Regions from separate parts of the Mus musculus genome. Here regions 2, 3 and 4 are each linked to region 1. The links are chromatin contacts, called in public HiChIP or PLAC-seq and promoter capture Hi-C maps. All regions are on one chromosome and are shown on one strand. The core of a region is the stretch at or near the end of the contact, and the rest is flanking DNA. Distances in the headings are between cores, read along the strand shown. Region 1 holds the start of Galnt17 (polypeptide N-acetylgalactosaminyltransferase 17). Region 2 has its middle 31 kb from the start of Gm40340. Region 3 has its middle 120 kb from the start of Gm40340. Region 4 has its middle 290 kb from the start of Gm36667.

The links. Promoter capture Hi-C pulls out the DNA fragments that hold promoters and counts their contacts. HiChIP or PLAC-seq counts read pairs in DNA pulled down with a chosen protein or histone mark.
Region 2: a contact with region 1 is called in an H3K4me3 HiChIP or PLAC-seq map of embryonic forebrain, with 8 times the contacts expected there. The contact joins the enhancer-like site here to the promoter of Galnt17 in region 1. A contact is called at or near these places in 1 of 39 promoter capture datasets (hippocampal neurons), 1 of 115 datasets of contacts at active chromatin or transcription factors (embryonic forebrain) and 1 of 9 other capture datasets (embryonic stem cells).
Region 3: a contact with region 1 is called in a promoter capture Hi-C map of hippocampal neurons, with 5 times the contacts expected there. The contact joins the enhancer-like site here to the promoter of Galnt17 in region 1. A contact is called at or near these places in 4 of 39 promoter capture datasets (the 3T3-L1 cell line, hippocampal neurons, liver and 1 more), 1 of 115 datasets of contacts at active chromatin or transcription factors (embryonic forebrain) and 2 of 9 other capture datasets (embryonic stem cells and liver).
Region 4: a contact with region 1 is called in a promoter capture Hi-C map of liver, with 7 times the contacts expected there. The contact joins the enhancer-like site here to the promoter of Galnt17 in region 1. A contact is called at or near these places in 4 of 39 promoter capture datasets (the 3T3-L1 cell line, cranial neural crest, liver and 1 more) and 2 of 9 other capture datasets (embryonic stem cells and liver).

The regions. Positions count from the first base shown.
Region 1 is chr5:131,302,682-131,310,491 of GRCm38.p6, forward strand. Galnt17 (polypeptide N-acetylgalactosaminyltransferase 17) reads right to left here and starts at 4,841. Exons shown (of 11, transcript NM_145218.3): 1 at 3,682-4,841. The coding sequence starts at 3,919.
Region 2 is chr5:134,016,285-134,024,094 of GRCm38.p6, forward strand. No RefSeq gene overlaps it. Among named protein-coding and RNA genes, the nearest start is that of Gm40340, 31 kb to the right of the region's middle. Within about 2 kb of position 3,562, at least 11 of the 459 cell types and tissues checked have an H3K27ac peak or open chromatin away from gene starts, as enhancers often do. A contact at or near this core is called in embryonic forebrain, where this site is marked.
Region 3 is chr5:133,931,291-133,939,100 of GRCm38.p6, forward strand. No RefSeq gene overlaps it. Among named protein-coding and RNA genes, the nearest start is that of Gm40340, 120 kb to the right of the region's middle. Within about 2 kb of position 4,416, at least 5 of the 459 cell types and tissues checked have an H3K27ac peak or open chromatin away from gene starts, as enhancers often do. A contact at or near this core is called in hippocampal neurons, where this site is marked.
Region 4 is chr5:133,307,434-133,315,243 of GRCm38.p6, forward strand. No RefSeq gene overlaps it. Among named protein-coding and RNA genes, the nearest start is that of Gm36667, 290 kb to the right of the region's middle. Within about 2 kb of position 4,023, at least 39 of the 459 cell types and tissues checked have an H3K27ac peak or open chromatin away from gene starts, as enhancers often do.

The DNA of each region.
Region 1 (7,810 bases), core at 3,591-6,090:
CCCAAACCAAGAACAGACAAAGGCTGGTCCCCCTGAGGTAGAGTGGAAACAAGGAGGGTCTTCTCTACAGCACAACTTTCCCTTGCTCTTACCCACCAGGTTGCATGTTCCTACAAATAACCTTCAATGCTCAGAAAGACAAATTCTGCCAAGTCCCGGTTGGAAGTCATAGCTTGCCCAAGAAAGCTCTCAACCGGACTTCACTAAGCCAGCTTTGAGCCTTCCTTCTCCTAACTCCCCACTCAACCAGTCAACTCATTTTTTACCTACCTCCCTCCCTCCCTCCCTCCCTCCCTCCCTCCCTCCCTCCCTCCCTCTTTTTCTCCCTCCCTTCCACTTTTCCTTCATTTTGAGGCAAGGTATCATGTAGCCCAGGCTGGCCTTGAGCTTCATAGATAGCTAGCTGTTATCTTGAAGTCTTAATCTTCCTTTCTGCTCCCTAAGGCTGAGCTGGGAAGTTTGTGCCACCACTCCTGGTTTATGTGGTGCTCCGAATGAAACTCGAGGGCCCATGCAAGCTAGGCAAGGGCTCATCCAAGTGAACAACATCCACAGCTCCCTAGCATGGATGCTCTCTACAAAGCAGAAAGCTAAGAAAAAGAATCCAAGACCCAGAGCCCCTTGGGAGCAAATCTTGGCTTCTTATAAGTCCCACCCATCCTGCTGGCTTTGTCATTTGAGTGTGTTTTCTGTCCTTACTAGGTCTGGTATAGGCAGAGGCATCTCAGATGGAGAGTGGGGAGTTCATTAGAGGCAAAGTCTCAGACCCTACTCTCTGCCTATTGCAAAAGAGCCCCTGGGACATGGAGCCATGAGTTCTGCATCTGTATAGGCAATGCAAGTCATTTTGATAGTAATGTCCAGGCAGGTGAGTGGGCACAGCAGCCAAGAGCCTCCACCCTAAAGTAACAAGGTCCAGAGTCATTTTAAAGCCCCCAAAGTCACTGGGTAATTGCCATCAAGTCTCAAAGAACAAATAAGAACAAGTGCCTTGCAGGGTTAGTGCAAACACTAAGGGGGTCATGCGCATCTGCTACCCCTAAAAAAAACACCACACAGGGATCTGAGAAAATGGCTCATTGGGTAAAGGACTTGTTTGTTAGTCTTTGCCTTTGATCCTAGTGCTGGAGGGCCCAGCCAGTCTAGCCAAAATGGCAGACTCCAGGCTGAGTGAGAGACAATGTTTCAAAAAGGAGGGAGGGGTGGAGAAATGATTGAAGAAGACGCCAGACACTGACCCCCAGCTTCCACGTGTATGTGTACATACGCATCCAGACCACAATAAATAAATAACAAATAGAACTACATAGAATTAGGATTCCCATTAAGAGGTGTGGCCATAACATATTTCATGTCCCTAATGGAAATGATTGCTACAATGACCTGTGTCCCTGCATCAGTGACCTGTGTCCCTGCATGTAGCTCGAGAGTGAGCAAGCTCTGACTACTTGGGGTGGGGAGGGGGTATCTCATGAATGTGTTTCTGCAGGTATCAATTCAGAAAAACAACTCCCACTTCCCTAATGTGGGTGAGCCAGGCTGGCCTTACATGCCTGATTCCCCTGCTCCACCTCCACGGTGCTGAGTCCGTTGATTTTTAATTGCTCAGGTTCGGTCCGTTTTGTCTTGAGGGGTTTTGGAGAAGAGCTTCAAACACAGCCTTGGTGGGCTGCCCTGATGGCCTGGCCTCATTACTGGTGAGAGGTACAACTGTGAATGCTAGAAAGTGCGTCAAAACCAACTGGATACTTAGAGTATGCTGCTAAGAGGACTGGGACATCTTTTCGTGAATGCAGGAGGCTGGTTGCACCCCCTCTCCTGGAATTACCCAGAAGGGATCATCAAAGGGCAAGAACAAAGCTGTCTTCCTCAGTCCTCGGCCACCTGTCACGAGGCTGGTCAAGTTTACACGGGTTACGGTTGTACCTACAGATCTATACAGTTCATTTATCAAAAATAATTTTTTTAAATCGTATATACTTTTAACGTCAGAGTTTGTGGCTAGTGGGGTAGCCTAGTGGGTAAAGACCGAGAAGTCTAAGGAGGTAAGATCCATCTTCAGGATCACATGGTAGAGGAAAGAGCTGAGTATAATAAATTGTCCTCTGGTCTCCATATGTGGTCTGTGGTATGTGTGCAGCTTCCCCAAATACAATACAATACAATGCAATACAATGCAATGCTATACACACACACACACACACACACACACACACGCACTTACTTTTAAATTAAAATTAGGTAGATAGAAATTTGTGTCTTGGGGCTAGGAAATTGGTTTGGTTGGTAAAATACTTGCCAGGCAAGCCAGAGGACCTCTGAGTTTGGTCCCTAAAACTCATAAAATAAATAAATAAATAAATAAAAACTGGGTACAGTAGCATGTATGTGTAGTCCCAGAGCTGGATTCCTGGGGTTGCTGGTCAGCCCGCCTCACTCATTCTGTGAGTGAGTGCCAGATCAGAGAGAGACCCTGTCTCAAAAAAATCCAAGGTAAATGTACCTGAGGAGTGACATTCAAGGTTGACCCCAGCCTCCAAGTGCATACACACACACACACACACACACACCCCTGCATCCAGACACATGAAAAGAAATTTATGCCTTATAACCAAGAACATGGGCTCTGTGGTCAACCAGAGTCCAAACTACTACTTACTAACACCAATCAGGACTTAGGTACTGGGTTAACTTCCCTGAGTTTGGTTTGTTCTGTTCTCCTGTGGGGGAGGGGCCAGAACCTCCAAGGACTAATGGTTATGTCCCACCATGCACGCGTGGCTCTTGTAATGCTCCTCTAGCACACAGCAACGACTGACTTATTAGCAGTCGTGACAACAGCTGGCAGCTCCAGGCCCTGGTAACATGCAGGAGGTTGGGAACAGAAAGCCAGACTTCAGTAATCACTATGTCTTCTTTATATTAGACTACGTGACACTGTGAAGACAGCAAGCATCCAGGAACCATCAGTCTCTTGAGCCAGGTGGAAGCAATATATCAACACACACACACACACACACACACACACACACACACACACACACACACACACACGCTCTTCTATGGCAACTCATTTAGAATAGTTTAGGTGAGACAAGTTCTGGAAAAAGCTACAAACCTGAATGCCAAGCCTCCTTGTTTGGCTTAACTTTGTGAACAAACCCCTGCTTCCCAGACCCACTAAGAACTTGACCCTCGATTGCCACGAGGTTCGGGAGTAGACTGGTTGTTAATAGACCACCTTGCACCCAGGCAGTGGGGAGGAAAGAGTCTGCATTCTTAGTGATGCAATCAACCTAAAGGAATAATGTATTTACTCGAGCCCTCACTTTGCAAGCCATGACACCCACTTCCCTACCAGCTCCTCCATCAAACACCATGAACTGACAGCTATTTCCTTTCTAGAGGTTCCCAGTCTGCAGTATGTTCTAAGCTGGAGTCACGAGCAGAGACCAAGAGTCGACTGTAGTGGCAGGTTTCTAGAGGAAGACCAAACTTCCAGCTGCAGTATATCATGAAAAAGAATCCGGTGGTGGTTTCTACAATAGTCCCAGGCACAGGGCAGGGATGGAAGAGAGAGATCGGGCTGGTTCAGATGTCAGCTTAGGATACAGAGAGCCAGGGAGATCACCCTGTGCCCTGCTTGCACCACGACCCACAGGCGGCAGGGCACGTCCTTACCATTAAGCTGCCTGTAGACGATGTCCTCCAGCAGCGACAAGCGCTTCAGGACCGCATCCTGGATGGGGCTGGCGCTGTGCGCGCTGAGGTTGGCCACCTCTGCGCGAGGCCGGATCTCGTGGAAGGCGTCTCCGCTGCGCACCGCGATAGGCCGACACTTAGCCAAAAAGATCACGAAGCCGGCCACCGCGATCAAGTTCAACACCAACAACACTTTGACTCTCCTCAGTGAAGCCATCAAACAACACGGCCGGTCCTTTCCCTGGACCCACGCCTCTACCAGCCTCACCTGCGAGGCGCAGGGCAGCCTGAGACGGAGTAGACCCCACACACCGAACAATGGCCGAGGGAGGGGGCAAAGGGCTGGGGGTCCCAGCTGCTGTTGACCACAAAACGCCGATTCTCTGGCGCCAGTAACCACTGGAAGGACGCGGCTGATCTCTCACATGGAAGCCCCTGGCTTGCAAAAGTGTCTCTGAAATGCCTGCTCCGTCCACAGCACGCAGTCCCTTCTACAAGACAGCAAAAGATAAAGGTCCCAGGGTCTCTCCCTGTAGAACAGCAAACAGGTTGCCTTTAGACTTTGGACCTCCTCCGCAGACGTAGACCTTCAGGAACAATCCTTTGGTAGTCGGAATGCTCTGGGGATGTGGCGGGAGTGGCGCGCAGGTGCCGGGCTCCAGCTCTGCGCCCGCCGGCGGAAGAGCGCGCCACTCCTGGAGTTGCGCGGCCGACACTCTCGCCCGCAGGCGGCCGTCGCAGGGCGAAAATAGAGTTCTTCAGCAAAGGACCCGCTCCTCAGGGCGGGTGTCTTTGTTCAGCTCACCGGCTCTCTCCATCACTCTGAGAAGAGGAAAACCCCGCGCCCCGTGCCTGCATCCTCCAGGCTCCGCAGTCACGCTCAAATCTCAATGACTCTCTCAAAGTGGAGGGGGGGACAGCAGGAAAGGGGCGGGAGCAGGGACCCAGCGCGACGTCCTCTCCGCCCCCACCCCGCCCGCAAAACTCACCAGTGCGCACAGCGCCACGGGTTCCCGGACACGTTCCAAGTCCCTACACGAGCCTCCGGGGCCTGCCGGACACACTGGCTTGTCTCGGGAGGTGGCGCGTTGCGAGGCTGGCCGGAAGGAGGAGTCGGACCTCCAAAGTCACACCAGTTGTCTACACGCCTTTCTAAATGTCGCGGGGGAGGGATGCGCGCTGGCGCCCCCGCAGCCTGTCACCACGGCCCGTGCAGCTCGTCCCAAGCCCCCAAGGGAACCAAGATCCGAGTGTCCCGATCACCGGATGCAATGACACCGCGGCTGCGGCACTAAGAGTACACACGGTCCCCTAGAGGGAATGGTGGGATAGATTGGAGCAGCTGGGAGCCAAGAGGGGATGCTCAGGTGGCGACGGAAGGCGGGGCGCGGTCCCGAGGGGAGCGGCTGCGGCGCCGACTCCTCCTTCGCGGTCCCTTGGTCACCCTCTTCCCTGAGAGCCAGTCGCCAACGCCGCTGCCACCCGCAGGCTGCGGAGCGCACAGCTAGGGGAAGCTGGCCCACTCTTGCGCGCGCACCCGGAAAGGGTGGGGGTGTCTGGAGAGAGCGGGGAGCGCGCCGGACCAAGAGCAGTCATGTCCTGTTGGCTGCTAAGGGCTGTGAGGGACCCTTGGGGTTCTCAGCGCTCTCTAAGCAGCCGGGTTTGTTCCATCCCGGCAGACGAGGAAGACATCCCTTTCTCTTGGCTTAGCTGCTCTGCTTAGCTTGGCCCGGAATGGCTAGAGGGAAAATCTGGCCTGGAGACTCGGATTCCGCTACTTTCAGAGCAAGGCCCTGTGTCCTTCTTGCTTGAGCCCTGGGAGAGTTCTGACCATCTTAGTTGGTGCTTCTGTGCTTGCCCCTACTCTGTAAACTCTTATTTTGGTGCCATGCACTTGGATTTATGGCCCTGATGGGTCTCCACAACCTACTTCTTTTCCTGAGACCCAGGAGTTCCAAAGACTGGAATCCAAACCTGCCCTCTAATTTTTTTTTTTTTTTAATTGCTTAGGCCAGAGAAAGAAACCAGACTGCCAGCAGATAAGAATCAGCTGAGTGAATTCAGGGACTCCCACTTCATTCTTCCCATCCGATTAAAGTTTGTTGCTGTTGTTCATTGGTTAGTTTTGTTTGGTTGACTTAGATTTAAGCTTTTGGTTGGAGCATGGAAGGGGGGCGGTTCAGGGGGCATGTTCGGGTTTGGGGGTTTGGAGATGGGATGTAGTTAAGCTGTTGAGCTGAAGTTGAGTGCTTGCCTAGACCTCAACTGGATATTCCCACCCCACCCCCCACCTCCAGCTCTTCACAGCCAGGCTTGCTGGTGGCAAGCCTATAATCCCAGCACTTGGAAGGTAGAGGCAGGAAGATCAGAGACTCACAAGCATCCTTGTCTATAAAGTAAGTTCCAGGTTAGATTGGTTGGGTTTCTTTTAAAAGGGAACGAAGTGTTTTCTTGTTTGCTTTTGTTTGTTTGGACCTTGATGGAGATTTTAGTGTTCCTTTGTTTATGCCATCTCAGTTAGCCTAGGCTAGTTAGCCCCTAACTGATGATTCCTGATCTCTTAACTTCACCTCCCAAATACTAGGATTGCAGTCCTAGCCACCAAGCCTGGCCCTCATTTCAATAAAGGTATTGTTGTTTGGGGGCTTGGGGGGGGGGGAGGGAGTTCGTTTTCCTTTGTTGTCCTTGGTGTTTTACACAATTAACAGCAAGCACCTTTACAGTTTTTCACTAAAAAAAAAAAAAAAAAAAAAGGACATGGAGAGCCAGGCTTGGTGGTGTGGGTGTCAAGTCTGCTACTCAGAGGTCTGAGTGACACAGGAAAAGTCCCCAGAATTCCAAACATCATACAGTCACAAAAACTACCTGCAGCTGTCAAAACCACGCCCCTGCTAGAACACGAGACAAATCACAGTCAACTGCTATGGACAATCTGAGGCAGCCTCATATCCCACACCTGGGATTAAAATGAAAACATTCTTATGTTTCTGTGTTTTTAAAGAAACCAAAATTCCCACTACAACTTCTCATGATGGAACAGTAAGTAAGATGTTTCTCTAGTCCTACTTTCTTCCTTTAAAAACAAACACAAAACTTAGTTGTGTATGTGTAGAGACGTGTGTATTTGTGCCACAGCCCATGTGTAGAGGTCAGAAGACAATTTGCAGGAGTCAGTTCTCTCCAGCCACTATGTGAGTCTCAGGGATTGAACTCAAGAAGTCAGGCTTGGCAGCAAGCCCCTTTACTTCCTTGAGCCATCTCATTGGCCTGCTCTTTTATTTTTTTATTTCTTTGGAGCCTACTCAGGATCCTTAGGGATTGAATTTTTTATAATCTACAGCGAACTGAGTACAAAAATATGGCTTGATAAAAAGCTGTCTCAAAAAGCATGGAAGAAGCACTTTCAAACATCTGTGAGGTCGGAAGGAAGTTGGGTAGGAGGGCATCCCTGGTTCTGTGTCATTCAGAGCATCAGGGACTGGATGAGGCTAGGTCTCCACAGCTGTTCATGAAGACCCAGACCGGGCAGCATCAGTAGCACAGAAGAGGGGGGCTGAAAAGGTGGAAGATGTGATATCCTTGCTCAATCCCATATCTGTGAGTCATCGTCCCCTACCCCCACCACTAACAAAATACAGAACAATCTAGTCAGGGGACAGTATAGTGTACTTATTTGACCAAAGTTTTATACGACACAGGAGCCTTCAGGCATGGGAGATGCAAGGAAAATTTGGGGTGGGTTAGGTTTGAGTTTGGGCTTGATTTCTGAGATCAATCTCACTGTAGAAGAACACAGGCTGGTCTAGAAATTATGATCCTCCGACTTAGCTACTCAAGTGCTAGGATTACAGGTGCACAGCACCATGCTCAGACTGTGAAGTGTTTAACTTTGTGCAATAAGGGATAGAAAGCCACGTAGAAAAGCAATAGGACAAAAAGGCCTGTCCTGAAAATAATAGATAACACTCTCCCACTGAGCCACACTCCAGCCCCTCACTGGGGGATTCTAGGCAGGAGCTCTACCACTGAGCCACTCCCCCAGCCCCTCCCTGGAGGATTCTGGGAAGGAGCTCTACCACTGAGCCACGCCCCCAGCCCCTCCCTGGGG
Region 2 (7,810 bases), core at 2,312-4,811, 2.7 Mb after region 1:
CACAGTGGTCTACCACCACTGGCCACATCCCTGAGCCACTGGGATGTAGAACAGGACTCTCACCACAGCTCACTATGCCTAAGAATCACCCGAGTAAGATCCATTAAATAAGAGCTTTCCTTGTTCATCTGCCCTGACTTCGGAATTCATCATTCCAGCTACTTAGGGACACTAACATAGGAGGATCACAAGTTCAAGACCTGCCAAGACTACAGAGTGAGTTCAAAGCTAATCTGAGCAAATACGTGAAGTCTGTATCAAAATTAAAAATCAAAAGAGGATAAGGGCGTGGCTCAGTGTTTAAAGCAACTGCTTAGAATCCCCCAGGGAGGGGCTGGGAGCGTGGCTCAGTGGTAGAGCCCCTGTCTAAAATCTCCCAGTGAGGGGCTGGGGGTGTGGCTCAGTGGTAGAGCCCCTGCCTAGAATCCCCCAGGGAGGGGCTGGGGGCATGGCTCAGTGGTAGAGCACCTGCCTAGAATCCCCCAGTGAGGGGCTAGGGGCTTGGCTCAGTGGTAGAGCACCTGCCTAGAATCCCCCAGTGAGGGGCTGGGGGCATGGCTCAGTGGTAGAGCCCCTGCCTAGAGTCCCCCAGTGAGGGGCTGGGAGCGTGGCTCAGTGGTAGAGCCCCTGTCTAAAATCTCCCAGTGAGGGGCTGGGGGTGTGGCTCAGTGGTATAGCTCCTGCCTAGAATCCCCCAGTGAGGGGCTAGGGGCTTGGCTCAGTGGTAGAGCACCTGCCTAGAATCCCCCAGTGAGGGGCTGGGGGCATGGCTCAGTGGTAGAGCCCCTGCCTAGAGTCCCCCAGTGAGGGGCTGGGAGCGTGGCTCAGTGGTAGAGCCCCTGTCTAAAATCTCCCAGTGAGGGGCTGGAGGTGTGGCTCAGTGGTAGAGCACCTGCCTAGAATCCCCCAGTGAGGGGCTGGGAGCGTGGCTCAGTGGTAGAGCCCCTGTCTAAAATCTCCCAGTGAGGGGCTGGGGGTGTGGCTCAGTGGTAGAGCCCCTGCCTAGAATCCCCCAGTGAGGGGCTGGGGGTGTGGCTCAGTGGTAGAGCCCCTGCCTAGAATCCCCCAGGGAGGGGCTAGGGGCGTGGCTCAGTGGTAGAGCACCTGCCTAGAATCCCCCAGTGAGGGGCTGGGGGCGTGGCTCAGTGGTAGAGCACCTGCCTAGAATCCCCCAGTGAGGGGCTGGGGGTGTGGCTCAGTGGTAGAGCCCCTGCCTAGAATCCCCCAGGGAGGCATGGCTCAGTAAAGTGCTTGTCTAGTATCTTCTACTCTTCTGCCCAGATACTTTATCACGGTAACAAAAGCTACCTAACAGAATTATGTTAGTTTTTCATCAGTCAACTTAAAGGAGGAAATTTTCTTTTGGCTCACAGCTTCAGTTCAATGTGGTAGAAAGCGTAGTGGAAGCCCACAGCAGTGGGAGTGCCCACGGGGAGGCTTCTCACTCATTGGTGGATCAAACAACAGGAAGAGGGACAGAAATGGGGCTGGACTGTAAGTCTCAAAGGCCTTCGTTTGGTGACTTGCTTTGACCAGACACGCCTCCTGCCCCAGAGCTTCCACTGTTTTCCAAAATAGTGTGCCCAGCTGGGAACTAAGAGTTCAAGCACATGAGCCTGGGAGGAGCATTCCAGCATCAATTCAAACCATGGAAAGGAAAAGAACAGGATGGCTCAGGAAAATCCAGACTTCATACAGCCACAAGGAGGCTTGGTCCGTCTACCCAGTGGATAAGTGAGAACTAAAAGAAAGAGTGCGGACAAACCTCCAGTCATTTGGAGCTCGAATTTTGTCTCTGTTGCTGTCATAAAATACTCTAACCAAAAGCAACTTGGGGGAAGAAAGGGAAATTCATGTATTAATACATCACTGAAGGAGGTCAAGGCAGGAATTTGAAGCAGAAACCATGGAGTAATATCTGCTTGTTAGCTTGCTCACAAATTCATGACTAGACAGCTTTCTTATACAGCCCAGGACCACCCGCATAGGGAATGGTGCTGCTCACAGTGGACTGGACCCTCTTACATCAATTAACAATCGAGGCAACCCCCAAGAGACATGTCCTCAGGCCAATCTGATCTAGGAAACCCCTCAATGGAAACTCCCTTCTCAGGTAACTCTAAGCCGTGTCGAGTTGACAGTTAAAGCTAACAGGACACGCAATCTGAAGGTGAAGAAACACCTTTGGTCTCTCGATATTTTTTTTTGAGGGCTTCAACTCAAAGAATGCTTACACAAGCCAGAGCTGAGAGATAACTCAGTTGGTAAAGTGTTTGCTGCTCAAACAGCAGGACCTGAGTTTGATCCCCAGAACAACAACAGCAACAACAATAACAAAACTACCACAGCTACGGCGATGTACAAAATGAGCACTGGGGAGGCAGAGACAGAACCCTGGGGTTCGCTAGTTAGCCATTTTTTTTCCTAGCTTGGTGAATTCCAGGTTCTTCTGAGAGACCCTAACTCAAACAACAAGGTGGGCCAGTGAGAGCTCAATGGATAAAGGCCTTGCTACCAAGCCTGACAACTAAGTTTGATCTCCTGAACCCCTAATGATGAATGGAGGGACTGACCCCTCAAAAGTTGTTCTCTGGCTTCCACAAGTATACTGTGGTGGGCATACATATACAAGTATGTGCATACAATAAATGTTAAATATTCATTCATATATATTTATTACATGGGACTGGAGAGGTGGTTAAGAGCACTTACTGCTCTTGTTAAAAACCTAAGAACAGTTTCCAGCACCCACAATTTGGCACACAATGGCCTGGAACCCTGTAACCATAGCTCCAGGGAAGCCGATAAGTTGTTCTGGTCTTTGTAAGTACCTGCATTCATCTCTCTCTCTCTCTCTCTCTCTCTCTCTCTCTCTCTCTCTCTCTCTCCTATCTCCTATCTCTCTTCTCCTCGGTGTGTATGTGTGTGTGTGTGTGTGTGTGTGTGTGTGTGTGTGTGTGTATACCTGATGCTGTATGTCTACATACATGTGCCTCTGTGTCTATGTATCTCTTTCTGTATCACACATACCCACATACTTAAAAATAAAATATTTTTAATACAGATGTCATTTTCAGGTGGTGGATGGCACATGCCTTTAATCCTAGCACTCAGGAGGCAGAGGTAGGCACATCTCTGGGTTTGAGGCCAGCTTGGTCTACAGAGAGAGTTCCAGGACAACCAGTGATACACAAAGAAACCCTATCTTGAAAATACATATGAATGGCTTATGAGAAAAGACTTCTAACGGGTTGACCTCCTACACACATTTGTACTAACACACATAAACATATACATGCACACACACACACACACACACACATGCACACACACATGCACACATACATGGACACATGCAAACATATACACATGCACACACACACACACACACAAACACTTTGTCCCTTGGACAGCCAAGGGCAGTGTTGAAATAAATATTCTTCCTCTCATGCCGATCCATCAGGGCTGGTCACTAAATTCAACTCACAGAATCCAAGTGAGCCCACCCAGCCCTGTCCCTCTGCTGTGCTCAGAGTCTGACCTGCCTCATTGACATGCAGCAGTTGTAGCTGAGGCCCCCCGCTTCCAGATCACTGAGAACTAGTGCTGATTTGAAAATGTCAGGCTCTCGTTAGCAATTCCGATGGCCACGGCGGTAATTACGCCTTTTCATGTTCCGGCGTGTTACACCGCATCAAAACTGACACAGAAGCCTGGTTTTATAATATCACGGCCTGGAAATAAATGTCTAGAATGATATGAAAATGTACTAGGAAGAGATTAATAACTGTTCTTCTAGGAAGAAAGATAGCCCTTTTCAACCACTATATTATATATTTTTCCCCTCTTAGAAAAAAGTCTCTCTGATAGCGACTCTCCTTGAGGGGCACTGAATTATGTTATCATTCACAAGCTGTAATCACCTCTGTCAGCAGCTAGGCTGAGCCACCAAAGGCAGCTGGAGGGGAATCCAGAAGCAGAAGAGGCAAGGAGTGCCAAGCAAAAGACTCGAATAGATGCCTCTGAGCCCAGGTCAACCCCAGCCCAGAGTTCTCCTTCCCAGAGGCACAACCTTAGTCTCCTGATCTATGGGCACCTCCAACAAAGCAGGATAGTTGCCTAGGTGTCAAGGAGGCACCAATTTGATGAGGGTGATGGTGCACACCTGTCATCCCAGCACTCGGGTGGCATGAAGCAGGAGCATTGGGCAGTCCAGGTCAATATGGGTTACAAATCCAGACTTTGTCTCAAAATATTAACAATAACAAAATATATCAGTTTACCCTGCATATTAGCCAGGGTTAGAATGAATATAAATAGAATGAATGATAGAAGCCGAGCATGGTGGTGCACACCTTTAATCCCAGCACTTGGGAGGCAGAGGCAGGTGGATTTCTGAGTTCGAGGCCAGCCTGGTCTACAAAGTGAGTTCCAGGACAGCCAGGGCTATACAGAGAAACCCTGTCTCGATAAAAACAAAAACAAAAACAAAAACAAAAACAAAAACAAAAACAAAACAGAATGAAAGATAGATAGATAGATAGATAGATAGACATTCACTATATCATATATATATATATATATATATATATATATATATATATATATACATATATATATACATATATATATATGCACTGTGGTCCAGCTAATCTAACAATGGCTGACTGTAAACAGAAAGTCCAAGAACCCAGTAGTTGCTCAGTCCACAAGGCTGGATATCTCAGCTGGTCTTCAGTGTACACTGGAATCCCTAAGAATCCCTAGGCTCTAATACCAATGAAGGAATGGATGTGCTAACAAGACAAGATCAAGCAAATAAAGAGAAAAAGTAAATTTTTCCATGTCCTTATATAGGCTTCCAGCAGAAGGCATGGCCCAGATTAAATGTGTGTCATCCTGATTAAAGGCATGTGTCTTCCTACCTCAAAGGTCAGGATTAGAAATGGATCCACCTACTTCAAATTATTTCAAAAAAAAAATCATTCACAGGTGTGCCCTTCATTTTTGGATTTTAGTTACTTCCAGATGTAGCAAAGCTGACAAGCAAGATTAGCCATCACACACTGAATGTAGAAGAGTTTGTCTCTCTGGGCTCAACAAGGACCATCCATCTAAAGAGTACAACCAGGGAGGGAAGGGGGAGGGGGAGGAGAGGGGAGGGGGAGGAGAGGGGAGGGGGAGGGGAGGGGAGGGGAGGGGGAGGGGAGGGGAGGGGGAGGGGAGGGGAGGGGGAGGGGAGGGGGAGGGGAGGGGAGGGGGAGGGGAGGGGAGGGGAGGGGAGGTGGAGGAGAACAAGGATGAGGGAAAGAAAAAGAGGGGAAGAAAGGAAGAGGAGGATGGATGCAAATGGAAATAGGGATTGGTGGGAGGAGGGAAGGAATGTAGAATATGATGGGGGAGGAGAGAGAAAGAAGAAAGAAGAGAGTAGGAGAGGAAGAAGAGAAGAGGATTGGGAGCGTGGTGGTTTGAGTAAGAAATGACCCCATGGGCTCGGGCATTTGATCACCTTGGTAGGTCAGTTGGTAGGACTCTTTGTAGAGATGATACAGCCTAGCTAGAGGAAGTACTCCACTAGGGGCAGGCTTTGAGCGTTGGTAGCCTCTCCCTGCTTCTGGTTCATTCTCTCTGCTTTATGCCTGCAGTTAAAGATGTGAACTCTCCCCCTCCTTGCTCCGGCCTGCTGCCTGCTGCCTGCTGCCATGCCACCCCTCCATGGTGGACTCTTATTCTTCTAGAACCATAAGCCCACATAAACTCTTCTTTCTACAAGCTGCTTTTGGTCATGTGTTTTATCACAGCAATAGAAAAGGTAACTATACAATCACCATCAGAATTCAGCTCCTTCGGGAAGAATGAGCTCGTGGGTTCTACCCTAGTGATACCATTAATTCACAAGGGGAGACAGACATAGAGAACTGGAAGTTTGAAGCCATCTTGGACTTACATAGCCAATTCAAGACCACCCTGGGCTCGTGAGATCCTGTCTCAAAAGAAATAAAAAGATTGAGCTTAAGAGATGGCTCAGTGGTTAGGAGCACTTAAATGTGTGTATCATCTCTAAAGCAAACAGCAATCTTCAATAGGCAAGAATGGGCAAGATTAATGAAGCCAGCTACTGCCAGCTGCTTACAGGGACTTGAAGGCTTTCAGTGTCACTCCATAATGATGACAGAGAAATTAGAACTAATTAAGAGAAAATGGAGCCGAGAATGGTCTGGTGGGTCCTTTCTAGCTGAGCCTAGAAGTGCCCCCAGCTCTCTTGGAGACTGTGTGCTGCCCAGACTTCTCGTTACTGTGACAGATACCCAAGGCCAAAAATAATTTGCAGGAGGAAAGGCTTAACTGGGCTCAGAGGTGGCTGCCTCTGTCACATTGGGGTTATGGTGAAGTGGGCCATTATGACAGTTGAAACACACAGTGGAGGCTGCTCACCACAGAGGCTGGGAACAGAAGAGCACGTTTGTGCCAAGGTGTTTCATCCTTCCTCCTCTTTTATTCTACACCTTGTGGGATGTCTGTCCATATTCAAGATTGGTCTTTCCAAAATCTCCCAGGACACACCCAGAAGTGTTCTTTACAAATCTCCCAGGTGTCTCTCCAATCCAATCAAGTCCACAGTCAAAATGCACCACAGAGTCCGGAGAACCTCTTAGATGGACATCTTAGGTCACTAGCCCCACCCTCTATGTCCTTTAGAAATGCAGAATCCAGGAACGTGGGAGATCTTTCAGTGAACCAAGCGCTTGCTCTGCAAACAGGAGAAATCTCAAGTTTGAATCTCCAGCACCCACATAAAAGGTGGGCATGGCTATGCGCACCTGGACCCCAGGCACTATGGGAACATAGGGACAGGAGGATCACTGAGGCTCTGCTCCAGTTTGCTTCCTGCTGCCGAGATCAATAATATGACCAAAAGCAGACAGGGAGGTAAGGGTTTATTCTAGCTTACTGGCTACAGTCCATCTTGAAGCCAAAGGCAGGAGCTTAAGAAAGAAACCACGGGGATGCTGCTCACTGCCTCATGTGCTCTGTCTCATACTCAGCTACCTTTCTTATGTAGCCCAGGCTCACAGTGGGCTGGGCCTTCCCTACATCAATCAGAAATGAAGGGATTCTTCTGTCCAGGTGTTTCTGGTTGACACCAAGATTATCCATCCTAGGCTCCATGATTCAATTTATGATTTAGCTCCAGATTCAATGAGAGGCCCTATCTCGAAGGAAGAAGGTAGAGAGTAATACATCAGACTACCCAACATCCTCCTCTGGCCACTGCACACATGAGGTCATGTGCCCATACATACATATCACACATATACCACATAAACTCACATAAACACATATATACATATAAATAGACTGGCTGATCCACGAATAGGTAGATAGGTACATAGACAGATATTTTTTTCTTTAAGCCAAACATAGTGATACACACTTGTAATCCTTTTTTTTTAAAGATTTTATTTACTTATTTTATGTATGTGTGTACACTGTAACAGTACAGATACAGATGGTTGTGAGCCTTCATGTAGTTAATGGGAAATGAATTTTTAGGACCTCTGCTTGCTTTGGTCAACCCTTCTCGTTCTGGTTGGCCCCGCTCAGGCCCAAACGTTTTATTTATTATTATACATAAGTACACTGTAGCTGACTTCAGACCCACCAGAAGAGGGCGTCAGATCTTATTACAGGTGGTTGTGAGCCACCATGTGGTTGCTGGGATTTGAACTCAGGACCTTTGGAAGAGCAGTCAGTTCTCTTACCTGCTGAGCCATCTCACCAGCCCCACACTTGTAATCCTTATTGGAGA
Region 3 (7,810 bases), core at 3,166-5,665, 2.6 Mb after region 1:
CCTCTACTACCCTCTTAGTTTCCCTTCCCTAACCTTAGGCTCTCCCTGAGAAAGGGGGGTATGGTCTCACTCATCACTACTCTCCTCCATGACAATAAATGCCTTAAAACCATGGACTGCCTCTTCTCATCGGGACCCACTGTGCGGAGCAGTGGAGCAGGTCTTCCTCTAAAGAGCCATGCCTAATCAAACACAAGAGACCTCCCTACATTCTCAGCCATGGTCTCCACCAAGCCAAGCCCACTGAACAAGCCAGGAACACTCTTCTCCCCATGGGAACCAACCGGATCTCTCCTCCTGCCCCGGACTAGAGCCAGCTCTGTGGACCCCCACTGTTCTCAGCTCTTCTGTGGCATCCAGTGGCATCTAGGATGTCCAAAAGTCTTGAAAACCAGCAGATCTCAGCCTCCATGCATGCTGGGACATACCCCCTCCCAGCCCGACTCTGGCAGTTCTGCGGGGACCTCAGACTGCGCTTCCCTACCCCTAGAGCGGGATCCTGCGGTTTCTCACAGCCCGAGGGGGGGGCAGTCTGGGGTGTGCACCATCAAACTTCCTGAGTCTGCCTCCACGAGTGGCCCTAGTCCTGTGGCGGGCCTGATGTGGGACACCATTCTAACCCATGTGCAAGAATGAGAAACAGAGCTCAGAACCCAAGCAAATGCCAGGTGGGCATAGTTACCTGTCTATGATCTCAATACAGGAAGGGGAGAGTTTTGGGTGAAAGCTGGATAATGAAGCTATCCAAAATGATAAGCTCATTGTTCAGTGAGAGAATCTGCCTTGGTATATAACACTAAGAGGGATGCACGAAAATACCTCAGGTACCCACATGGACCCACCCACCCATACACCCATATACATGCAAGTATATATGTGTGTGTGTGTGTGTGTGTAGGTGTGTATATATACATATACTATATGTATGTGTATACATATATATAATATATATATGGGAGGGGTGTGCACTACACACATACACATGAAAAAAAAATATTCTCTAGGGGCTGGAGAGATGGCTCAGTTAGCCTTCTTCCAGAGGACCTGAATTCAATTCCGTCCCCAGCACCTACAGCAGTCAACTGATAGCAGCCTATAACTCCAGTTTCCTGGGATTCAACAGCCTCTTCTTACCACTATGGGCATCAGAACGTGTCACAAACACTTTAACAGACATACACAGAGACATAGACATGAACTGCATGCCCCAGGGTGAGGTGGTATCCAAAGTGGGGCTCACCTTCTCTTAGGAAAAGGAGTAGGGGAGATAGAGGGAGGGATTTTAAGGGTGGGATTGGGAAGACAGGAGGGTGGGGGGCTGTGATCAGTATGTAAAGTGAATAAAAATAAAATTAATAATAATAATAATAATAATAATAGTGTAAACGTGTAACATTCCCTCTTTCCTTCTTCCCTCCCAGCCTCTTTTTCCCTCTTCTTCCCCTTCTCCTTTTCTACTCCCCTTTGCCTCTCTTCTTCCCCACTGCTACAAAATAAGCAATTTCCCTCCATCTTGTGCTGGCTATCACAACTCTCTACTTCCTTACAGACCTAAAGCTATGAGGTCAAGCAACTATGGACCAAAATCTCTGAAACCATAAACCACAGTACATCTTCTTTCCTTTAAGCAGTGTCTTCTCCAGTGTTGTGTCACAGTAACAGACAGCCAACTCATAACCAACCTCTAGCTGGTGAATACCTATGCATCCTAAAAGATCTATTTAAATTTGCACTCCATCTGTAAAAGAGTTCCCAATTAGTCACCTTGTCCTCCTCTCTGCATTTGCAGTCCTTACCCATCTGATAAATTCCATTCATTTCCTAATTTTCTATTGTGACCCCTAAAGGGAGACCACACCTGATTTACCTCTTGTTGTCCTCTAGATACCTGGTTTCTCCCTAAAAGGCACACGTGTTAAAAGCTTAGTCTCTAGCTGATGGTACTACTGACCATGATGAGCTCATGAGGGTCTTCCCTTCTGTGGATTAATCCATTAATGAAGTCAAAACTTGAAGGCCACATTGTGGGGCCCTGGGGGGAAAGAGTCTTAGAAGACTTTCTCAATGAAGAAAGTAGATCACTTTGAAGGCTATCTTACCCCTGACCATTTCCTGTCTCTTCTCTCTACTTCCTGTCTGCCATGATGTGAGTAGCACCCACCAGACACTCCTACAGCCAAGACAGACAGCCTCACCTTAGGCTTGAAACAATAGAACTTGCCGAAGAAGGATAGAAATCCCTGAAACTGTGACCCAAAATGAATCTATACTTCTTTTATATCTCTCCTCAGATGTTTGTCTCCGCGACAAAATGTCTGGGTACTTTTGTGACCTCTGTCATCTAATGCTGAGCATGAAGTACGTCATTCATGAATGAAGGATTGGAATCCAAACCAAAGCTTTTTAACCTGCCATATAAATGCACTGGCAGCAGGAGACTCCTTGAACAATGGTTCTTCCATCTTGCACAGCTCTGAGGTGCTAACAAATGGATTTAATGATGAAATGTCTTTCATTGGGCAACATAGCAAAAGTAAGTAATGATGTCATCAAAATCTAGAATTTTACGAGAGGTAATGTCAGAGCCAAATGGTCCTTCTTAGTGAGGGTTGCTGGAACAGAGCAACAGGTAGCAGGTCAGCCGGCGAAGAGCTGAGAAGTGGTCATGTGAACAAACAACATTGATGGGGACAGCTCATGTCTGTGAGGTGAATAGTCCCCTTAATGTGGAGGTGCCAATCAAGCTGGCAAGAGACACTCTGTACTATAAGAAGGGTGTGTGTGTGTGTGTGTGTGTGTGTGTGTGTGTGACACATGGGATATGCACCCATACACAGGTTTGTGTAGTCCTTTTTTTTTTGGTGAGGGTCTTCGCTGGCCTGGAGCTTGCCAAAGCTGAATGGCCAATAAGTCCCAGGAATCCCCCCTTATCCCACGTCCCCAGTGCTGGGATTACAATATGCACCTGGCTTTTGTATTTGGGTTTCAGGGCTAGAACTCAGGTCCTCATGCTTGGACGGCAAGCATGTTGCACACCAAGCTGTCTCCGTAGCCCCATTTTTGCTTTTTTATTTTATGAGCAGTAATTTCCACTGCTGTTTACACAGATGTGCAGCTCTAGAGTAAAGAGGAAGAGCCTGTCAGTCAGGGTTCCTACTGCTGTGATGAAACATCATGACCACAGGAAGGTGAGGAGAAAAGGGTTTATTCACCTTACACTTCCACATCACTGTTCAACTCCAAAAGAAGTCAGGACAGAAACTCAAGCAGGGCAGGAACCTGGAGGTAGAAGCTGATACAGAGGCCACGGAGGGATGCTGTTTACTGGTTGCTCCTCAAAGCTTGCTCAACCTTCTTTCTTACAGATCACCAGCCCAGGGATGGCAAGACCCACAATGAGCTGGGCTCTCCCCCACTAATTAAGATAATACTCTACAAGCTTGCCTACAGCCCACTCTTAGGGAAGCATTTTCTCAGTTGGGGTTTCCCCTCTCAGATGACTCTAAGCCTGTGTCTAGTTGGCATTAAATTAGCCAGCACGGAGCTCCAATCTCAATGTCAGTGAGCAAGATACAAATACCAGAGTATTGATAATAGTAGGATCTTTTTATTCATGTATATTGGCATATCTGGGGGTCAGGTATATGTACATATGAATGTGGTACCTCAGACACAACAGAAGCCCTGGAACTGTATTTCCAGGCTCTTGTGAACCCTCTAATGTGGATACAGGAAACTGAACTCAGGTCCCCAATGAGAGACGTATGAGCTCTTAACTGCTGAGCCATCTCTTCAGCCCGTGAATGGTAAGAATGTTAGAGTCTGGGCTCCAGTCCATCTCCTTGGAGGCTCTGGAGTCTCCTTTGACTACAGGATTTTCTGTGGATCCTCGTTGGCTAAGAGCCTCATGGAGGACACGCCTTCCCCAAGTTCCCATAGCTTCTCCTCCTCTTCGAGTAAGGAAGCAATTGGTAAGTGGGTGATCAGTGATAACATACTGCCTGGCAGCAGATGGTATCTATATTTAGAGGCCCTTCAGAGGAAGAATTAATGCCATTAAGAACACATCACAGGCCGAGAAAATGAGAGTGGCAAGGTGTTCCAAATAGCTCAGAAAACAAAAACAGAAAAGGAAAGAGAAGCCTGCATGTGTGTCCTCTGAGGTAGCTATAACAACCCCTCAAATTCAGATGCTAAAGCGATAGATAACTCCCAGATTTGGACATACTGACTATACAAAAGTTTAAAGGTCATTAAAGAAGTAATTTAGATAAAATGAGGTCATATGAGTGGGATCTAGTCCAACGTTCCCGGTGTCCTTTAGAGAATCAGTACACAGATACACATGGAGAAAGGGACAGATGGGACACACGGAATAGCCACCTGGGGGCTGTGAGATAGCTAAGTGGGCAGATATTTTACTGCAGAAGTGTGAGGACTGGAGTGCAATCCTGGGAGGAGTCCACATTAAAGATAGAAAGCTGAGCATGATGGCATGCTAGGGAAACAGAGAAGTGGCTCCCTGGGTCTCCCTGGCCGACCAGCATCGTCTATTCAGCCAGTTCCAAGCCAGTGAGAACCCTGTATAAAGAACAAAGGGAATAAAATTCCACACATGCACACACTCCTGTACACACATGTGTACCAACATACATGCATATTATGTGCACAAACAAAAAGAAGACAGCCAACTACAAGCAATAGAGAGTAGTCTTCAAGGGAACTATTAGAAACAGCCATGATAGCCATGACAGCCATGCCCAGAGTTTTCTTTTAGGTGACTCTAGAGCCTATCAAGTTGACTATCAAGATTAACCATCACAACCCTCCTGCCCATACATATACTCATTCGTTGGGTTTGCTGTACATTTATTAAGCATCTCCACTCTCCAGGAGAGGGAGCAACTTCCTGGAAAAGTCATGACTGAGCAGAATCGTACAGAACACAGCCGTGAGAAGAGGCAGTGTTGTAACAGAAAGCAAATCTTCCAACTTCAAAGAATCCTTATCCTTCCAAAACATTTGAAAAAAAGTAATAAATTCTGTGTTTGATCAATCTGGAAAGACAGGTGCTTCCGTTAATAGCAGGCGAGCAAGGAGGGAGGAATGTCATCTCAGCAGTAGGAACCGGGTAGACAGAGGTCAATGAGATTCAGTCTCTATTATCAACTTGATGGGATCTAGAATCACTCGACAGCACGCCTCTGGGCATGCCTGTTAGGGATTATCTAGGTTAGGTTAATTGAGGTAATGTATTGGTTGATTGTCACTATCAGCCTGACACAAACCAGAATCACTCACGAAGAAAGTCTCAATTAAGGAATTATCTAGATCAGGTTGTCCTGTGAGCATGACTGAGGGGATAATCTTGACTGTTAGCTGAGATGGGGAAGCCCACCCTGATTGCAGGTTGCACAACTTCGTGGGCTGGACCATGGACTACACAAGAGTAAAGAAAGTCAGCAGAGTGTAAGTAACAGGCAAGCCAGAAACATGAACACATTTGTCTCTCTCTGCTCTTGACTGTGGATATGATACTTTAGGCTCCTGCCTTGACTTTTCCTAGGTGATGAACTGAAATGAGGGATGAAATGGGGGTAGAGGAGGAATCAAGGCAAGAACTCAAGGCAGCTATAGCCAAGAGCACAGGAAAACAAATGCATCCATGCTGCCTGCTTGTTTCCAGGCATTACCCACCCTCCATTCTTTTACAGCCCAACCCAATGACCTATGGGATGGTGCTACCCACAGTGGGCTCAGTCAGTTAAGAATCAAAACAGTCTCTTATAGATGTTCCCATAAGCCAATCTAATCTAAAAATACTGGTCAGTTAAACTGTTCCAAGTGATACTAGAGTGTGTCAGGTGAGCAGTTAAAACTAACCAGCACGCCCTCGGTGCTTTACTATATCTCCTAAAAACCTGAGCCAAAATAAACCTCTGCCCTCAAGGATGCTTCTGTCAGGTATTTAAGACACAGTTACATATAAGTAATACACACACATGCATATATACACACAAACACATATGCACACAGGCATAAGCATGCACACTATTGCATATGCACATACATAGATACTCACATACACATGCATATATAAGCATACACACTTCTGCATACACATGCACATACATATAAAATAAGCAAACAAATATGTACATACAGGCATGGACACACAAAGAGATTAAAAATATACACATGCACATAAGTGCATATATATATATATATATATATATATCACATACATGTGCATACAACTGCATATACATCCACAATATGCACACAAGTATGCACATATGAACACACACATACATAGACACAAATCCATATATGCCCATAATACACAAATACAAATACATGCACATATAAACAAATAAAATCCACTGCACACAAGTGCATATGTGCATTTATGATACACACATACACATGCACACAAATTTATATGAATCTACAATACATACATAGACATGCAATATAAATGGACACACATACACATAACACACGGACCTGTACACAGTCACACAACCTCTGTCTTTTCATGCGAAGGCAGGAGGTTGTGTAGTCTATTATTTAGAGAGGATCTGTTGCTTTAAATTGGGGGATATGGATAAATCACATTCGAAATTGCAAGGGGATGAAGTAGCCAGACGCATCCTCTATTTAAGGAAAATAATGCATGTATTCGATTGCTACCATCCCTGCTTAATCCCACTGTGGCTTAAAATAAAAGACCACAAGCTGGGCAACACTAAAGTTCTCCAATTTCTGAGCCTTTGCTAAGAGGCTGAAAGGCTCATCTGTAGAATTCTTGATTTTCCATTAAGACCCAAGCCTTTTCTTTCCCTCAATGAGTGAAAACCACCGTGTGTCTGAATAACAGCTGCGTCTCATTCTCTTCCTGCTCATTCATTCAAGAGTCCATTTGGAGAACAGGCTGGTTAATAAGGTTTAGACTGGCAAGAAATGAAAGGCTGCATTCACATGAATAGCCAATGTGATGGTTATTTTTCAATGTCAGTTTACACCTAGAAAACCTCACTAGAGAAGAAAGCCTTAATTGAGGAACTACCTAGATCAGGTTGGCCTCTCTGGGAAGAGAGAGTATCTTGATTGTTAATTGATATAGGAAAACACCGCCCATTGTAAGTGGCACTGTTTGGGGCAGATGGCTGTAGGGTTGTGGGTCCCATGCCTGTTCTGTCATAGGGCATGGCCCCTTGGGGAAGCAGAATTCAGGGAGTTTGACTATGTTTGTCCCATGCTGCACCAGGCAGATGCTGGGGTGGGAAAGCACAGCCTGAGGCCTAGGACTGCTGGAGCTGGTTCGAGGTCCACCGGCCTGCAATGAGGCCAGGCTGTCTGGTTGCCAAGATCTCAGACATCCAGGGTCCTCTGGGAGCCATGGAAAGAGGAGCTCCAGCTGCTCCCACGAGGATTGTCCTTGGCTTGGCCAGCTCAGGCTTGGTGGCCATCGTGGCTGGGAGTGCAGACAGGCCTTCTGTGGGAGATTAGCCAGCAGCTCTGTAGACAAAGGCCTTCTCCATGGCTCCACATGGAAGAACCTGATAAAAAGAGACGGTCTGTGGTTCCAAACCATTTATTGCCATGATGGGAAGTGGATGTGTAAAGCCATACCCCACTTCTCTGGGAGGACCTGAGATTAAATACCTTTTACAGGGAAGAAAAGTCTGGGAAGGGAAGCCTATTGACTACGCCCTCCAAGCCTAAAGGTGCCTCATTAGCATAGAGATTTTTGTCTTGAGTCTATGTGACCACAGGTCACATCTCTTTTCCTATTATCTTGATCTGA
Region 4 (7,810 bases), core at 2,773-5,272, 2.0 Mb after region 1:
ATATTTTATCTATTTCTACCCAGCTCCTCATTAGATAAGATTATGATTCCATCTTATGGATAAGAGAACAGATTTCAGCAGTTAGTGCCAGTTACTGAAGGACACTCTGAAGAAAAAGAACTCAAGCACAAATGTGTCTATAGGGAAAGCCAGGATTCTCCCTCAATCATCAGGGATCTGAGGAAAAGCCCTTGATATATGTGGAAGAAGATGACTCTAATTGTTAACAGGTGAACTCATTCCACTTGCTAATAAATCAACTTTGTTTCTAGGTATGTAGCTAAAGGCTTCCTAGGAACATTTTGACTCACCGCTAATTAGACGATGTGGGTAACACCCCTCCAAAAAAATGAGCTTGTAATTTCCACTTTTTAAATTTTTAATGAATAAATAACAACCATATTCCTTATTTATTCAGCTTAAGAATGTTAATGAATGGCTCCCTTTCTAATTGCAAAACTGAATGTTTAAGAGAGCCTGACGCCTCCAAAGCATTGAGCGGTGAGGTTTCCTGTGTTGGTTTTCTATAAACATAGGAATTGAGTAATTACCATCCCTGCTATTCATTAAAATTCAAAATTAGATAAACAATAAGCAGAAATGTGAGGTTTTTAGTCATTATTATTCAGATGAAGTATTTTGCTTATAATTTCTCATGCCTGTGTGTGTGTATGTGTGTGTGTGTGTGTGTGTGTGTGTGTGTGTGTGTGTGATTTCTTTTGTGTGTTGTCCTGTCTTATTGGGCATTCCATGTTATAGAAAGTCTCTTTTTCCTTCAGATGTAACTTTCTTTTAAAAAACAAACAAACAAACAAAGAAAAACTAAAGAGAAAACTTTCCACGCATAGTGCCTGGGGAGGAGAGAGGTGGATGTGAGATCCCCTAGAGATGTAGTTATGAGCACATGAGAACTGCCACATGAGTGGTAGGAGCTAAACTCAGACCCTGGGCAGGAGCAGCAAGCAACCCCAACCACTGAGGCGTCCCTCCAGGCCTCAGACTTAATCTTCTGTTCCCAAGTGAGTTGTTTATGCAGCAGGGAAGGGTGTGTCAGAGGAGAACAGAGGCTGTGGGGTAGAAGAATCCTAGTCGTGGTCTCAGATCACTCAATTGCAATGGATCCAAATGCAAGCCATTCACCTGCATTGGGCTTTGGTATCTTAGTCTGCAAATCAGACAAACAAGCAAGCAAACAAACAAACAAAACAGCTAGTTGACATCATGCTGGCTGCTCATTCTCATTTTCCAGGGACATCTGGGAGCAACTGGGCCAGGTTCTGCCCTAGGTACTAAGTACTTAGTCACCTAGTGGTTAGATAAGAAATGGCAAAAAACTGTTTTTGGTGGTATGACAGTTTCCTCCAAAATAAAACATTTTATCTTGGAGAAAAGTTCTTCTAAGATGTGGTATATTCTAAAGGAGTGAGACATTACTCCCTTCAGGGAAACTTGTTAAAACAATTCAGAAGCTTCAGGAAGTCCCTGAAATTAACCAAGGTTGCTAGGTCCCTTCTGCCCAAGCTTATGTAAGAGGGAAAGACTAATGAGAGATGCTCTCTGACAAGACAAACTGTCTAGAAGGGGTTTGGAATAACTGAGCTGATAAGAGAAGGCTCTATAAGCTGTGCTGTGGGATCCAGGTTCCCAGATTTGTGATCTCTCACCCATGATGATGTAACCTTTGCTGATACAGCCATCTTTGAGTCATTTCCCCTCCTATAAGTAACCCCAATAAAACCTATTGATTCTCCAAGTTGTACTCTTGGTGGTAACTCTACTTTGGTCTGCTGCCAATTTACTATCTAGTGTGAACAGAGGTTTCTACACAGCTCTCTGTGAACAGTGTCACACAACAGATGCCACAGGCCCATTACTAGAGTACACAGGAACTGGGTGCTGGAGCATAAGTAGTCCAAATCCAGCCTGGCTGTAGTAAAACTGTCTCAAAATCCCATGAACAAGGCTAGAAATACAGTTCAACTGGCAGTGCTTTCCTAGCATGCACAAAGCACTGGGTTTCCTGCTTGACACCACATTAACCTGTAATCCCTGTACTCCAGATGTTGAGGCAGGTGGATGAATTCAAGGCCATCCCGACTACCTTGCAAATTGGGAGATAACTTACACTCAATGAAACCATGTCTCACAAAAATCCCAACCAACCAGCAAACAAACACAAGTGAGGCTGAGGAGATAGGGAGAGGGGAGAGAGAGGAGAGGAGATGGGGGGGAGAGAGCCAGAGAAGGGGAGAAGAGAGTTAGATAGAAAGAGAATGTAGAAATGAGAGAAGATAAGAGAAAGAGAGATAGACAGAGGCAGAGAGAAACAGAGGCAGGGAGGGAGAGGGGTTCACAACAACCTATTTTCTCCAATTTGGTCTGGAGAGAGAGTCTCTTATAATCATCACCTGTCAATAAAAAAAGCCAATGAGCTGAGGCAGGAAATAGGAGGTTGGACAGTGGCAGAAGGAGAGAAGATTCTGGGAAATAGTAAGGGATAAGAGAGAGGCTCGAGCTGGGCGTGGTGGTGCACTCCTTTAATCCCAGGATTCAGGAGGCAGAGGCAAGTGGATTTCTGAGTTTGAGGCCAGCCTGGTCTACAGAGTGAGTTCCAGGACAGCAAGGGCTACACAGAGAAACCCTGTCTCGGGAAAAAGGAGAGGGAGAGGGAGAGGGAGAGGGAGAGGGAGAGGGAGAGGGAGAGGGAGAGGGAGAGGGAGAGGGAGAGGGAGAGGGAGAGGGAGAGGGAGGAGAGGGAGAGAGACACTCGGAGAGAGCCAAGAGGGGAGACAACCTTAAACCAGCAGGAGATGCTGAGGAGACACTATGGAAGAAGCAGGCCAGGACTGAAAAAGTGGTAACTAACCACAAGGTAGACACAGACTAGTTTAAATGGTTAAGCAAGTTAAAAGCTAGTCAGGAAATAAGTCAAAGCTTATGGCCTGGGCACTTAATAAATAATTAAGAGTCATTATTCTGGAAGCTGAGGTTGGAAAGGAAAAACAGATTTAAAAATTATTTTAGCATAGGCCCTACCTACCTTCAATTACAAACCTGGTTTGGGCCTATTGATGAGACTCAAGTCCTGTGCTCTTTGTGCCTCACCCCGGAGCCCTGCAGTAATGAGAGTCCAGCCTTCAAAACATGCATTCTGAGATGTTTCAGGTCCAAAGCACAGCAGGTGATGTTCAATAAATATTGTCTCTGTGTGCATGTGTGTGTATGTGTGTGTGCATAAGTGCACATGTGTGTATGTGACACACATATATGTATATGTAGAAACCAGAGGTCAACCCCCACTGAAGTTCCTCAGTGCCAGGCACCTTGTTTATTTAAGACAGTCTTTTGCTGACTTGCAAATTATCAAGAGTGTTAGAGTGGTGTGTCATGAGCTCCAGGGATCCCCCTGTTTCCATGACCCCAAACACTGGGATGGTATTCTAAACATGTGCCATCACACCTAACTCTTAGATGGGTCCTGGGGATTGAACTCAGGCCCTCCTACTTTCATGGCAAGTACTTTACCAATTGAGCCATCTCTCCAGACCCTATTGCCACTTGACATGAATCACTTCTTAGCTCTACAGTGCATTAGCCCCACTAGAGAGCTTTGAATAATGAAGCTTCCAGGAGGATCACATCTCGAATCATTGTAATTAGCATCCCCAGGAATAAACAACGCTCACAGACACCTCTTGGGCCTCTGTATGGTGGCCCAACCTGAGTCTGGCTAGGATTAAGCAGCCTTGTGTTTGAAAGGCTACCTCTGATGCTTTGACCTTGAGGACTTAAGACCTGTATACATATGAGTGACAGAGACAGCATCAGGACCCAGAGGCTGCTATAGTGACCTTTCTGGGCAGGCTGGCCACAGGTAGACATGTTTGCAATTTCTGAGGAAATCTGAGATGTGAAAATGGGATTTACAGTAATAAGGTCTCCAACACAACAGGCTGTGTCAGCAGGCAGCATGGCCGCAGGCTACTGGGGAATCACAGGCAATCAGCTGCAGCAGGCTGGCGAGGCAGCTGCAGTCCACTTTGTAGCTTCTTAGGCGGGCTTTGTGCGGCTTAATGAGGCTTTCCTAGGCTCTTCTCTGCAGCCAGCTGGCAAAAAGCTGGGATTGGACAGAGAGGGCTGCTGAGACTGCCCTTTGAGCACAGGCATTTATGCTAGGAACCCCTCTGCTGTCTTCTGAGCTCCTTGTAAAGAGCAGGCTAAGGAGACAGTTTCCTAGGCAAGGTGCCTGCCACAGGAGCTCAAGGGCCTGAGTTTGATTCCCAACACCTAAGTAAAAATTTCCAGTTGTGCTTGTACATATGTTAGTAACCCTAGAGCTTGTGAGGTGTGGACAGGATTGTCTCTGAAGCTCATTGAACAGGCAATCTAGTCTATTCTGTTTTTAAGTTCCACACCAGTGAGAGACTTCATTGTGTGTATGTGGGAGGGGGTGGACAATGCACCAGAGATTATCTTCTTCCCCCACAAGCACACACATTTGTGCCTATAGGTGAACATGAACACACACACACACACACACACACACACACACCACCTCTACCGTCACCATTATCAAAAGATGATGGGGGAGGGGGAATGCCACCTCTTCTTTCAAAGCAATTGTATGTACCCTGCTGTGTTTTTCTTGGGGTTATGACTTTTGGAAATTCTGAATGGAAGTCTGAATAGCCAATGATGAGATAGGATAGCCAAGACAGCAAAGGGCTGGCTTCCCCAGCATCCATGTATCTCTCCTACATCCCGCTTTCAGTTTAGCAGATGGTAGGTGAATGCTACTAAGTATAAATGAAGCTGGGCGTTGTGTTGTGGAACACAGCTGCAAACCCAGTGCTTGGGGAGCTGCAACCAGGAGGCCAACCTATACTACACAGAATTCAAGCTATACAGTGGGTTCAAGGCCAGCATGACCTTTATAGCCAGACCCAATCTCAAAGCAAAACAAACTACCAATCAACTAGGGCTGGAAAGATGGTCTAGGGGTTAAGAATGCCTAAAACTCTTGCAGAGAACCTGCATTTGTTTCCAAGGACCCATGTCAAGCAGCTCCCAACCTCCAGTAACTCCAGCTCCAGGGGGTTTCCATACCCTTGTGGGTACCTGTACTCAATGTCTGAGCGTGTGTGTGTGTGTGTGTGTGTGTGTGTGTGTGTGTGTTTAACATAAAATAAGTTGTTTTCTTAATCAACCAAATAAATGGATAAATAATGGAAATAACAAAGCTTCTAGAATGTTCAGGTACTCTGTACTCAAAGGACATGCATTTGAGCGATGGTATGGTCTGAGCTGACTTTGAATTAACTGTTATAGCACTGACTATCCTCTAACTCATGATCCTCTTGCTTCAACTTCCCAGAAGCTGGAATTAGAGCTCTGTACTACCATAGCCTAGTTTTTGGTTCTGTACTTATTGAGAAGCAGGGGGGGCTTTCTGAGGAGGTGTCTAGTTGGACGAAACAGATAGCCAGTGGCATTCATGCATTTGACTGGTCTGAAAGCATCTAGAATCACCTAGGAGACAAACCTTGGGGTGGGCCTAGGAGGGATTTTCTAGATTGGTTTAAGTGATACAAGAAGGCTCATTCTAAACGTGGCTCTCTGTTCCTGCGCTGTTTCCCATATTGAATGAGAAGGAGACAGGAAACTGAGCGCCAGCACTCATCTCTCCCTGCTTTCTGACTGTGGATACCATGTGGCCCATCTGCCTCATGTTCTTGCCGCCATGCCTTCCCAGCTGTGACAGACTGTGACCATTCAAACTGTGAGCTAGACTAACCCTTTCTCTCCTTCCTTTGTTTTATCAGACATTTCATCTCAGCAATGAACAAAGTGAACTAATTCAAAGGGTATATCTTATCCCTGGACCCTCCTCTTTTCATCTTTGCTTCCTGACCACCATGATGTAGGCAGCCATATATATATGCAGAGGCAGGAAGCATGTGATATATATATATCATATGTATATGATATATATATATATCACATATATATCACATATATATATATATATATATATGCCTCCGTGATTACCTGCTGCACCATAGGTCCCAAAGCTACCAGACTAACCATGTACTGAATCCTCTGGCCCAGACCAAAAGCAAGTCTTACCTCCTCTTAACTTAAATCTTGTCCCCAGTGAAAGAAGGTTGTCTAACACAAAGGATAAGCCTTAGGACTGGGAGGGGTTGAGGGGAGGTTAGAGAGCTATATGCATAGAGAGAAGAGAAGGAATATCTCAGTAAGAGCAAACAAGATGTGGGAGACAGCAGTTCTCAAGGAGGGGGGACAAAAACAAACAAACAAATGAACAAACGAAAGACAGATCATCTGGAAGCTCACGGAGTCTGCCTCCAGGGCCAGGTTAATGAGTTTGTATAGACCCTGGTAACTCTTCCCAGTTGAATGGCTGTGAATGATGCATCTCCCCGTTCTATAAAAATTACATAAAAACAAGTCATTTGCTCTAATCCTCCTATTGCTAATGATTCCCAAGTGTGGGAGCTCCTTGCTCCTCTGCCTCGCCCCCATGACACAGAAAGTGTATGAAGTTTAGACATAAAGAAAGCACTTTGTTTGAGATTACATTTAGACCTTCAAAAGCAAAGGCGAACATAAATTTGGAGATGAATAAGCAGAGCACAGGAAGCCTGCCTCTCGGCTTGACTTCAATAACTTATCTCAGCGAATCCCCAGCAGAAAGCATCTTACATACTTCAGTTCTTGAGAAGATGAGACGTGAATGCTGGGGGATTAGAAGACAGAAGGGCTTTATTGCAACAGTGAACAAGCTGAAAATTACTAGGTAATGGAATCTCAGTGGGAGGCCCTCCTACCCTGCCATTAGCTAACTCTCACAATGATTGCTTCTGGATCAGCTCGGGTTATATAAACTCTGCCACAAGGCTCCCACATTGTGCACCCTCGTCTAAGCTCAGCCCAGAGACCACCACACATGAAGATAGAACTTACGGCTGAATCTTCCAGAATCTTCCACCTCATGGGACATGCTCCACAATTACCTGCTTTGGGGATGCTTTATTCTACTAGAGCTGGTTTCATTTGGGCCTCTCCTGTGTACTGTGGCTAAGGAGAAGTAGGGGACTCATACCCATCTTTCTGCAGGCTGGGCTGACTTTGTGAGGTCACTGCACTGAATGGCAAGCCTGAGCAGGGACCCTGGAAAAGATCATAATGACACTGCATCCATGAATGCTTGAGGCTTTTAGGAATGGTGGCAAAAGATCTTGGCCTCCACTACTGTATGATGACACAAGATGTATATCAGGCCAGGAGTGAGGTATACACCTCTTTCTGACCTTTCCTATAACTGCACCTGGCAGCTAGGTGTTATTCTAATATACAATTCATGGTTAGGTGGTATGGACTCTTGTGTTATGTGGTTCAACAAAACACTATATTGTAAATTTTTGCTCTTTGAGTTTGAGGTATGTGTGAGTGTGTGTTTGTGTGTGTGTGTATGTGTGTGTACTGACACTTCATGGAGAGATATGAACACAAGTCAACTCACCCCAGATAGGGAAATAACAACAGAGCAAAGTAAATCTATCACCCAACTCCAACTGGGTAAACTAGTGAGTTATTTTAATGGCTTATAGAAGTATGGCTGAAGGGTTACTTACAGGAGCAGAAATGGCTCAAAGGTAGCAAAGTCACCAAAAACTCAGTCCTTAATAGCTAGAAACTCATGAAATCTTCAAACATGGAGCTCAAACCAATAACTTACAGGAGATTAAACAGTTTGAAGTGTCTTCTATATGACTAAGCTGGTCTG